3 separate regions of the Mus musculus genome follow, and regions 1 and 2 are each linked to region 3. Evidence: chromatin contacts called from public HiChIP or PLAC-seq data. All regions are on one chromosome and are shown on one strand. The core of a region is the stretch at or near the end of the contact, and the rest is flanking DNA. Distances in the headings are between cores, read along the strand shown. Region 1 overlaps Gm50597 (a long non-coding RNA gene). Region 2 has its middle 55 kb from the start of Gm50597. Region 3 overlaps Chd7 (chromodomain helicase DNA binding protein 7).

Region 1 (2,718 bases), core at 80-2,579, 340 kb after region 3:
AACAAACGTTAATAGTCATTTTCTCTTGTTTTCTAAATGTCTTTCTGAAAGTGTAGATCTTAACAATGTTACTAGACGTTTTGTTCTTTTCTTATTAAGCTTATTATTATAGCACCTTCCCATTTATCAAAAGCACTTTCCAACTTGTCTTTGGCACGCCTAAATTCCTAGCATTGCCTGTCTTGCTCGAAGGGGTTGTTGTACAAGTAAATTTGGTTTACTGAGCACAAACTTTGTGATACCTCAATAAGCGAGCTGAGGGTCACGTGAGTAACGGGAAGGTAGCCTATATAGTGTGGATACAGAGAACAAAGGTTCGATTCTCATTCCAGATAGGAAGGGACTGGATACTGTGAAGTGTCATTGCCCCACTTAGAATAGCATTCAATACAAAACGTACAACTTACTTATGTATGGAACTTTCCACGTAACATTTTCAGAACGTGGGTGAGGACAGATAATTGAAACCTGGAAAAGAAAGACTGCTGGAGTGATGTGGGTTGGGCTAGCTGAGTAGAGGGATTGGGTTCCCATTGTGAGGATTTTATGGGGCTTGTGGCTGGTGGCATACGTTTGTATTTTATCCTCAGATCCGACCTGTCCACCCTATGCACTGTCGCTCTTTTCAACTTGACCTCATTTGACCTTGTCAGGCATCTTCAACATCCATCAGTCCTTCAGGGAGGAAAGCCTTTGGACACATGGCTTCTCGCCATTATTGGTGTGCAGACAACTTGAAAATTGGCAGAGGAATCCATGCTGGCGAAAGAGCAGTTGAAAGACCCTCAGAAGAGGTCGGGATGCCCTTGGAGGAGGTAGAAAACTTCATGTGTTCCACGCTTCTCACAGCCCCGCTGGGCTCCTGTGGCTTCTCAGTGTCTCATTTCCAGGCTATGCCGGTGCTCCACTCGCCAGCAGAGGGCAGCATTGAGACATCAACGAAGGCGGACTTGGGCGCGCGACCGCCGGGAAGCAGAGCCTCAGGATGGCTGCTTGTCGGAAGCTTTAACCTTTTAAGCAATTCTCCGGGGAGCCCTTCCTGTCATGTGTGGGCTGCCCTAAAATGAGCAGGTGATAGAAATGAAATATTAAACAATTCTGTTCTGCAAAATGAAAATGAGTTGTCATTTAGCATTTTTATCAGTCGATGACACATTCTTCCAGCTTCAGAAGGATTTTGTGAAAATGCAGGAGACAGTGAACTCATTTACCACCAAATCCTCAAGAATCACACGTGGGGGCGCCGTCATCAGGGGCAGGGGTGCAGGGCAGGCCAAGGCTGAGCCTTCAGGGCCGAGGGGCTGGGATCTGGGACCTGTGACGCAGGCCAAGGATGCAATTGTCCTGGATAGCAATACCGAGGAAGCAGGCACATCTCCAGCAAGGCTGTGTGTGGCCAGGCAGAAGGCAAGTCAGCTCACAGAATAATGAAAGGAGCTGAAGGTGGTGAAGTGAGGGCTGCGGGCAAGCTCGCTGGTCGCAGGAATCTCTTTCATACTGCTTTCAGAAGCACCAGCAGTGATGCCGAGCAGGGTTTTGTTTTTGTTTTTGTTTTTGTTTTTGTTTTTGTTTTTGTTTTTGTTTTGTGATTTTCACCTAGTGGCTTTGGTGGCAGCGAAGTCCACTCTGAGCTCAGGCTGTCAAAAGGGCGCTTTGCAGGAACCTGAGAGGGTCTCCAAGCAGAGCTGCAGGGAAGGGTGGGCCCCAGCCTTCCCCGGAAGCTCTTCAGCAGATTAAATCATGGCGTCTTTGGTAGAGGATTCCTGGCTGCCACACAAACAGCCCCTGCTTCCCCGTTTCCAGTGCGATTTATTTCTCTACAGACGGTATTGATTCTTTCCTCTATCCGATCGCTCCTGGGCCTGTGTAAATGAAAGCCCTCTTGTGTAATAGTCATGCCTATAGCTGGGCGATTTGGGCAGGCAGCTGCGTGTTACATGACCCTGTGAGAAGCGATGCATTTTGCTGGATAGATACAGTCGAAGCAAATGTTTGCAACTCATCTAGCAGCCCAACCTGTATTTACGAAATATTCACCCTGTTTTTTTTTTCCCCCTTTGAGTCAAAACAGCTCAAGAATATTTCTGTTATAATATTCATATGAAGGGGCTAGTGGCAGAATGAGATCATTATCTGTTGAGCCAGGTGCTGCCCTCTGTGTTACTGAGGGAAACAATCCAGACTTGTGCTCGGTTTGAGTTCATTTGAACTCATCCAGATGGGACTAACAATAATACCTGTTCCAGGTGGGTACAGATGCATCTGACATAAAATGGACCCAAAGCATCTGCCCCCTTTGGGTCCTGCATAGTGTGAGCCCCATTCTCCATTAGCCCCTCCTTTTCCTCTCCTTTCCTCCTTGGTCTCTCCCTTTGATTCAGTAAAGTGATCTCACTGAGACATTGACACCAAGAGAGCCTTGACCTCGCTTGGATATTTATTACTTAAGAAAGGTCAGTGCGATCAATAAAGGCATCAAACATATTTCTGGCTTTTTTTTTTTACTATTTTATTTCTGCATTTATTTATATAGTAGATGTTGACACACACACACACACACACACACACACACACACACACCACATTCTCTTTTCCTCCCCACACCCTCATAGCGTGTAGTAATGGGTATATGTTAGCTAGCCACTACCCACATTTGCAAACCTCTTGTGAAGCCCCAGGTTGTGTGAACACGGACTGACATTTTTATCTTTGTTTTTC
Region 2 (2,700 bases), core at 5-2,504, 270 kb after region 3:
CCCACAGTCAACAGCAGTCAGGGAAGATTCTATGGAGATTTTAGGAACACACTGATCCTAAGATGAAATTACACACTGTTCTGAGAAGGAGGGGGTAGCCCATAGTGCACTGCTCCTTTCTGCTCAGGCATGAGTCCACTCTCTCTCTGTACAGCATGTGTACACTCTATGCCTTCTGAGTCCCTTAGTCTCCCAAGTGGGTTGGCATATATCTCCACAGGTGAGTGACATTCTGTCACTGTTAATTTGCATCAGCAGGTCTGTGTATCCATGTGTAACACAACCCAAGACCCCATGCATGTCTGATGATCATATTGAGCCACACTCATTCTCACACACATACACACACATGCAAACATGTATATATGTGCCACACGTGCATGCATGTAAGATGAAGTTACACCAGCCACAGTTGGAGACTAGCTACAAAATTCAGAGGAAGGCTGAATAACGATAAAAGCATGCTATGCTTAAGTTGCCAGCATCAGAACTTTTTTACATTGGGGTCATTTGTAAGAAAAATAAAGGTTACTTAAATTTGAGAATTTCAATATCATTGTAGTCTATCTGAAGGCTGAGATGTCTCATGGGAGACTAAGGGACTCAGAGAGCATAGAGTGTACACATGCTATACAGAGGGTGGACTCAGGCTTGAGCAGAAAGGAGCAGGGCACTGTGGGCTACCCCCTCCTTCTCAGAACAATGTGCCATTCATCTTAGGAGCTGTGTGTTCCTGAAATCTCTATAGAATCTTCCCTGACTGCTGTTGACTGTGGGTCACCAAAGCTGTACGAAGTAAATCATGTGTCAGGGAACTATCTGATTTGATTTGTTGTTATGTACCATGGGTTCTACTAGTCAGTATAATGTGACTAATTACTAATATCAAGAACAGATGTACAGATGAGGGCACGAATTCAAAGAGATCAACTCTTGTATCCAAGGGCTCAAAGCCAGGTAATAGCAGGAGGCAATCTTTGAACCAGTTGATTAGTAAACTCTCAGGTCCACAGACCCTGTTCAAGTCTGCTTCTACAGCCTCCTCTGCCTGGACGTGATGGCAAGGGAATCTCTATGGCTCAGAAAGGCTTGAGAAACTCCCTACCTCTTCAGCTTGAAGCTTCAGCATGCTTCACTTGAGTTTTCAGTCAAAAGCCTGCCCTGGATTTCACGAAACAAAAGGCCACTTTCATGAACTGACTGTTGGCAACTGGAAAACACTCCAATTTCCCACTGAGCCCAGCCTGTCGTCAGGGCTCAATTGTGAACACTCCAGTGCCATCCTCACACCAAAACACTTTCAGTCACAGCAAACAAGGGCACAGAAGAGAGAAGGCTTCTTTTTTTTCTTTCCGTTCCAGATCAGATAACGCTGCCAGATTAGTTCCTCTACTGAGAAGTCACACCACATGTGCCCACATGCCAGGCCTTTGCTAAAAGGCCACCACCTATATTGCTTCCTGCATAGTCACTAATATTCTGTCTCATGCCTTCCCTTCTCCACCTCTCTTTCCGGTTCCTTCCCTTGAAGTAGTACAAATGCTTGCAAAGAAAATATGTCAACAGGTGAAATTTATAGGCGTTTCTGGCCCATTCAGAAATGTGAACCGCAGGCACCCCCAAAGGAAAGATAGCATCCCTTACCCACACAGTACTCTCTAACATGCCTGGTTCGTTCACAGTGGAGCTGGCTAAAGAAACCAGTTATCTTTTTTACAGAATCAAAGTGTGAGGCTCCCATTGGGGAAGGGTACTTTGATGGATGTCTGTTGGGATTATTTAGTTGCAAACACAGGGGGAAAAAAAAAACCCAACCCAAACTGGCTTAGTCACAAAAAGGATTTATTGACTCACAGAAGCTGAGAGGAGTAGGTTAGCTCTGGCACACCACCATTCAGGCTCTGCATATCAGTACCACCTGGTCATTTTTGTGTTGTGTCAAAGCCTTCGATTGTGTTGACTTCAGCATGAAATCTTATGTGCACCAAAAGAGCCTCCGGAGAACCAGGGCATTGTCTTATGTTTAGTCTCAGTTGCCTCTTCTTAGATCATGTAGTAGAGAATGTTCCCGAGTCTCACTGTTGTGGCCTCTGTTCTTTATGGTTTATGAGGATGACTGAGACCTGGGTTACAAGCATTCCCCTGGGGCTAGGTGTGGAGACAGTTTAATGCCACTCCATGACAACTAGGAGGACTCTGACCATGAAAATCTAGAACATGCTAGTAACCTCTCAATTAAAGATGATGGAGACATGTGTGTACCAGGTACTCAGTGGTGAGCCAGTCTAGCAGAAACAGTGAGCTTCCCACTGAGTGAGGCACCAGTGCATAAAGTCACAGCATGCACATAGCACACACACACACACACACACACACACACACACACACACGAAAGAAGAAAGAAAGAAAGGAAGAAAGGAAGAAAGGAAGGAAGGAAGGAAGAAAGAAAGAGAGAAAGAAAAAAAGAAAGCTGAACGAAAGAAAGAAAGAAAGAAAGAAAGAAAGAAAGAAAGAAAGAAAGAAAGAAAGAAAGAAAGAAAGAAAGAAAGAGAAAACCTTGAAACTCAGGAAGACTAATAGTATTTTAATGGCATTTTGATCCCCAGACCTAAAGAAGTGACTTATCATATCCTTGCATCTGGTCATGTTCTTTGTCCATTTGTCCTTCTAAATCAATGTTTGTGACCAGGTCACTTATTA
Region 3 (2,815 bases), core at 294-2,793:
GAACACAGTTTGGAAGAAGAACGAGTATATGGCTGTGTTTGGAGTCTGGCAGTTTGAACCTTACAGATATAAACAGGATGGTAGGTGGACTCTGCTCTTTTCCCACTGGTCTCATGCTGGGGACCCTTGCCTTGGGGCGAGAGTGAAGTGACAGGCAGTGACTGTTGTCATTTAGGTTGGTATGGCAGGTGCTTGGCTGAAGCAGTGGTAGTGGCAGGGTGAACGTGCCGTGTGTTCTTTCAGCTAGTGACTAACGCTATCATCGGTGTTCCTTCTGTGAACGCTCTTTAAGTGAGCTGATACTCGAAGCTTGTGGATTTTCTCCATGTGTTCCGCCACTGAATTGGCACTGGTGGGTCTGGGTCTGGGTCGCAGAGAGAGAGCATGCACTGCACAGATGTGCTGCTTGTCTTCCAGGGGTGTGCAGAGAGTGACCATCTCTGTCCAACGCTGTCTCCTTTCTTGTCTTTTCTCATTCAAACCCACAGAAATACTGAGCGGTGCAGATCTTGCCCTCATGGGATAGATGAGGGAATGAAGGTGCAGGGAAACTAGATGTGATTTATCCAGAGTCCCAGTTGGAGCTGTGGCGGTTAGAGCTCAGGCTGACTCCTGTCTGGTGGAAACCAGCATTCTGTAGTACTTCAGGTAGAAGAAAAAAATTGACTTGTGTTTTACGTAGGTCAAAACAGTTTGAATATTACACTTCATAGGAGTCCAGATTGGCTTATTCCAAAATCATAATGATGTGATGTAAGTGATTGAATATTGTCCTGGTTTATAAAGTGTCTGGGTGGCCACTGAAGACCCCTTAGTCTTTTTCTGACTTCTTAGGGTGCTTGATTGTATACTGGTGGGTGGGAGAACCTAGCTGTGCCTCAGCAGGAATGTCGTGAGCTCTAATGAGTTTGCCTCTTGCAGTAATCAGAACTGAAAGTGCTTGCCTGGGCTGGGAGGTTTTTGTCTAAGCATTTGGAGAGGCCCTGCCTGTCTGACTTCCAGCCATCTTGGAGGTTCTGTACAGTGCATCCTTGGATGGAGCAGATGGAAAGTCATTAGTGTTTCTGTCCCCCAGCAAATAGATGTTTCCTCAAACCTGGCTCTGGGCACTAAGCAGACAGGCAGCCTTTGCTCCTGCAGGGTGCCGCTTGCACAGCCCGAAACCCCACAAACTTGAACTCCATCCTCCGCGCTGCTTGATCGAGGTCACCATGGAAAACATGCACCGCCGCTCAGTTTACCTGGCAGTGGTTCAGCTCTTTGACAGACCTACCTCTGATTTAAACAAATTCGAGAAATATGTAAAGTTTTGGAAGCAGTTTTGCACTGATTTTATAAAAGAAACCACAAAACACTGCAGCGCAGGTGTTGAGAGTGTTTGAAAGCTGATTGAGGGAAGCAGATGGCTTTAGTCAGTGGCATCCAGCCAAAAGAGCAGGTGCTGGTCACGTGACCGCTGGTTACCAGGGTAATCTGATTGCTCTTGGCGTGCAGATGAAAGGAAAGGGGCCCAGTGTTCAGCTGTAGTATTGTATAATTTGTGGCAGTTAGAGCGGAAATAAATGCTGGAAATGGAGCCTCATGGTAGGGGAGACTTCTGTCAGTGTGTAGTGTAAACACCAGGACACTCTCCTCAGGAACTGCTGCATGAATTTTTTAATTTAAAAAATATTCTGCTGTCTGTGGATTTCTCTGACTTAGTCACACCACCTCTTTTTATTTTTTAATTTTTTGTAAATAAAATCAATTTTTGAAATGTAACTGCTATTTGTGATCATCTTGAATTGTTTTCAGTTGTTTCCTGATGTAGCTGTTTGCTATGCTAAAATGCTCATGTATCAAAATAAGCTCTGAGTATGTAAAAAACAACAGGTTTAAGATGATCAAAAACATATTAGTGGAGAACGCTGCCCTAGGTGTGTGCCGGAAACGCTATTGACACACTTTGGAAGGGTTTAACGTGACACATCTGTACTTAGAATCATTAGCTGCTGCAGCCTCTTCCTAGTGGCTCAACAACATCTTTCTTAGGGCCTCTCTTGGTGAGCTTCTCTGGGACTTTATAACATTTAATAAATGTGGGGTTTTGAAATATGTATCTTTAGTTTTTCAAGCTACTTAGAGCTTGAGGCACCCTAGAAATAGTAAAAAAAACAAAACAAAACAGAAGGCTGGTATTCGGATCATACATTTTCTGTGTTGTATATATAACAAACAGTCATTTGATGGTAAGAAGTCTTGGGTGCAGAGTGTAGATGAAAGGGAACACTGAGTGTTTGCTCTAAAAGTACTGTGAGGAACGGTTTTGGGGGTGGGGATAACCCAAGAATTTTATTTTTCCTGTGTTTTGGTTTACCATTCAACTCCTGGTGTTTCTCAGGAACATGGAAAGCGAGCTTCAGTTATTGGTGAGAAACAAGCACACGCTTATAATTTCAAAGACTTAGCTTTTGGTAGAAATGCTAATTGTGGGGCTGGTGGTGGCCTCAGTGGTAGAGAGAGCTCTTGTCCAGCATGTCCAGTTGCTAGCACTGGAGGAAATGAAGGCCAAGTGTGGCTATCCCTCCAAAATGCTTAGCACCAAAAGGAAACTTACTCATAGACAAGAACACCGAATTAAATAAAATTATGTATTTCTAGGAAATTAATTTTTAGTAAAAATGTACCGGTCACCATTGGACTTAAAAAATGACTGTGTGAAACTCTGTGCCAGAGAAATAAGGGTATAGTCATTAGATGGTATTTTTCCCCCCTTTGGTTAAAAGAATTGGTCTTCACCCGACTTTTTAGCAAAGAGACATCCTAGGTTTTTTGT

What was found. HiChIP or PLAC-seq counts read pairs in DNA pulled down with a chosen protein or histone mark.
Region 1: a contact with region 3 is called in an H3K27ac HiChIP or PLAC-seq map of stem cell-derived neural progenitor cells, with 2.2 times the contacts expected there. The contact joins two enhancer-like sites.
Region 2: a contact with region 3 is called in a BATF HiChIP or PLAC-seq map of CD8 T cells, with 9 read pairs. The contact joins two enhancer-like sites. A contact is called at or near these places in 2 of 484 Hi-C or Micro-C datasets (bone marrow-derived macrophages and nephron progenitors) and 4 of 115 datasets of contacts at active chromatin or transcription factors (CD8 T cells, effector CD8 T cells, pancreatic cancer cells and 1 more).

What each region holds. Positions count from the first base shown.
Region 1 is chr4:9,135,057-9,137,774 of GRCm38.p6, forward strand. Gm50597 (a long non-coding RNA gene) reads left to right here. Exons shown (of 2, transcript XR_001784233.1): 2 at 654-1,117. It overlaps Gm34288 (a long non-coding RNA gene), which reads right to left. Exons shown (of 4, transcript XR_881105.2): 2 at 408-468. Among named protein-coding and RNA genes, the nearest start is that of Gm34288, 6.2 kb to the right of the region's middle. Within about 2 kb of position 1,330, at least 95 of the 459 cell types and tissues checked have an H3K27ac peak or open chromatin away from gene starts, as enhancers often do. A contact at or near this core is called in stem cell-derived neural progenitor cells, where this site is marked.
Region 2 is chr4:9,065,192-9,067,891 of GRCm38.p6, forward strand. No RefSeq gene overlaps it. Among named protein-coding and RNA genes, the nearest start is that of Gm50597, 55 kb to the right of the region's middle. Within about 2 kb of position 1,255, at least 56 of the 459 cell types and tissues checked have an H3K27ac peak or open chromatin away from gene starts, as enhancers often do. A contact at or near this core is called in CD8 T cells, effector CD8 T cells and stem cell-derived neural progenitor cells, where this site is marked.
Region 3 is chr4:8,798,233-8,801,047 of GRCm38.p6, forward strand. The region is part of intron 3 of Chd7 (chromodomain helicase DNA binding protein 7); the gene reads left to right. Among named protein-coding and RNA genes, the nearest start is that of Gm46841, 82 kb to the left of the region's middle. Within about 2 kb of position 1,544, at least 183 of the 459 cell types and tissues checked have an H3K27ac peak or open chromatin away from gene starts, as enhancers often do. A contact at or near this core is called in CD8 T cells, effector CD8 T cells and stem cell-derived neural progenitor cells, where this site is marked.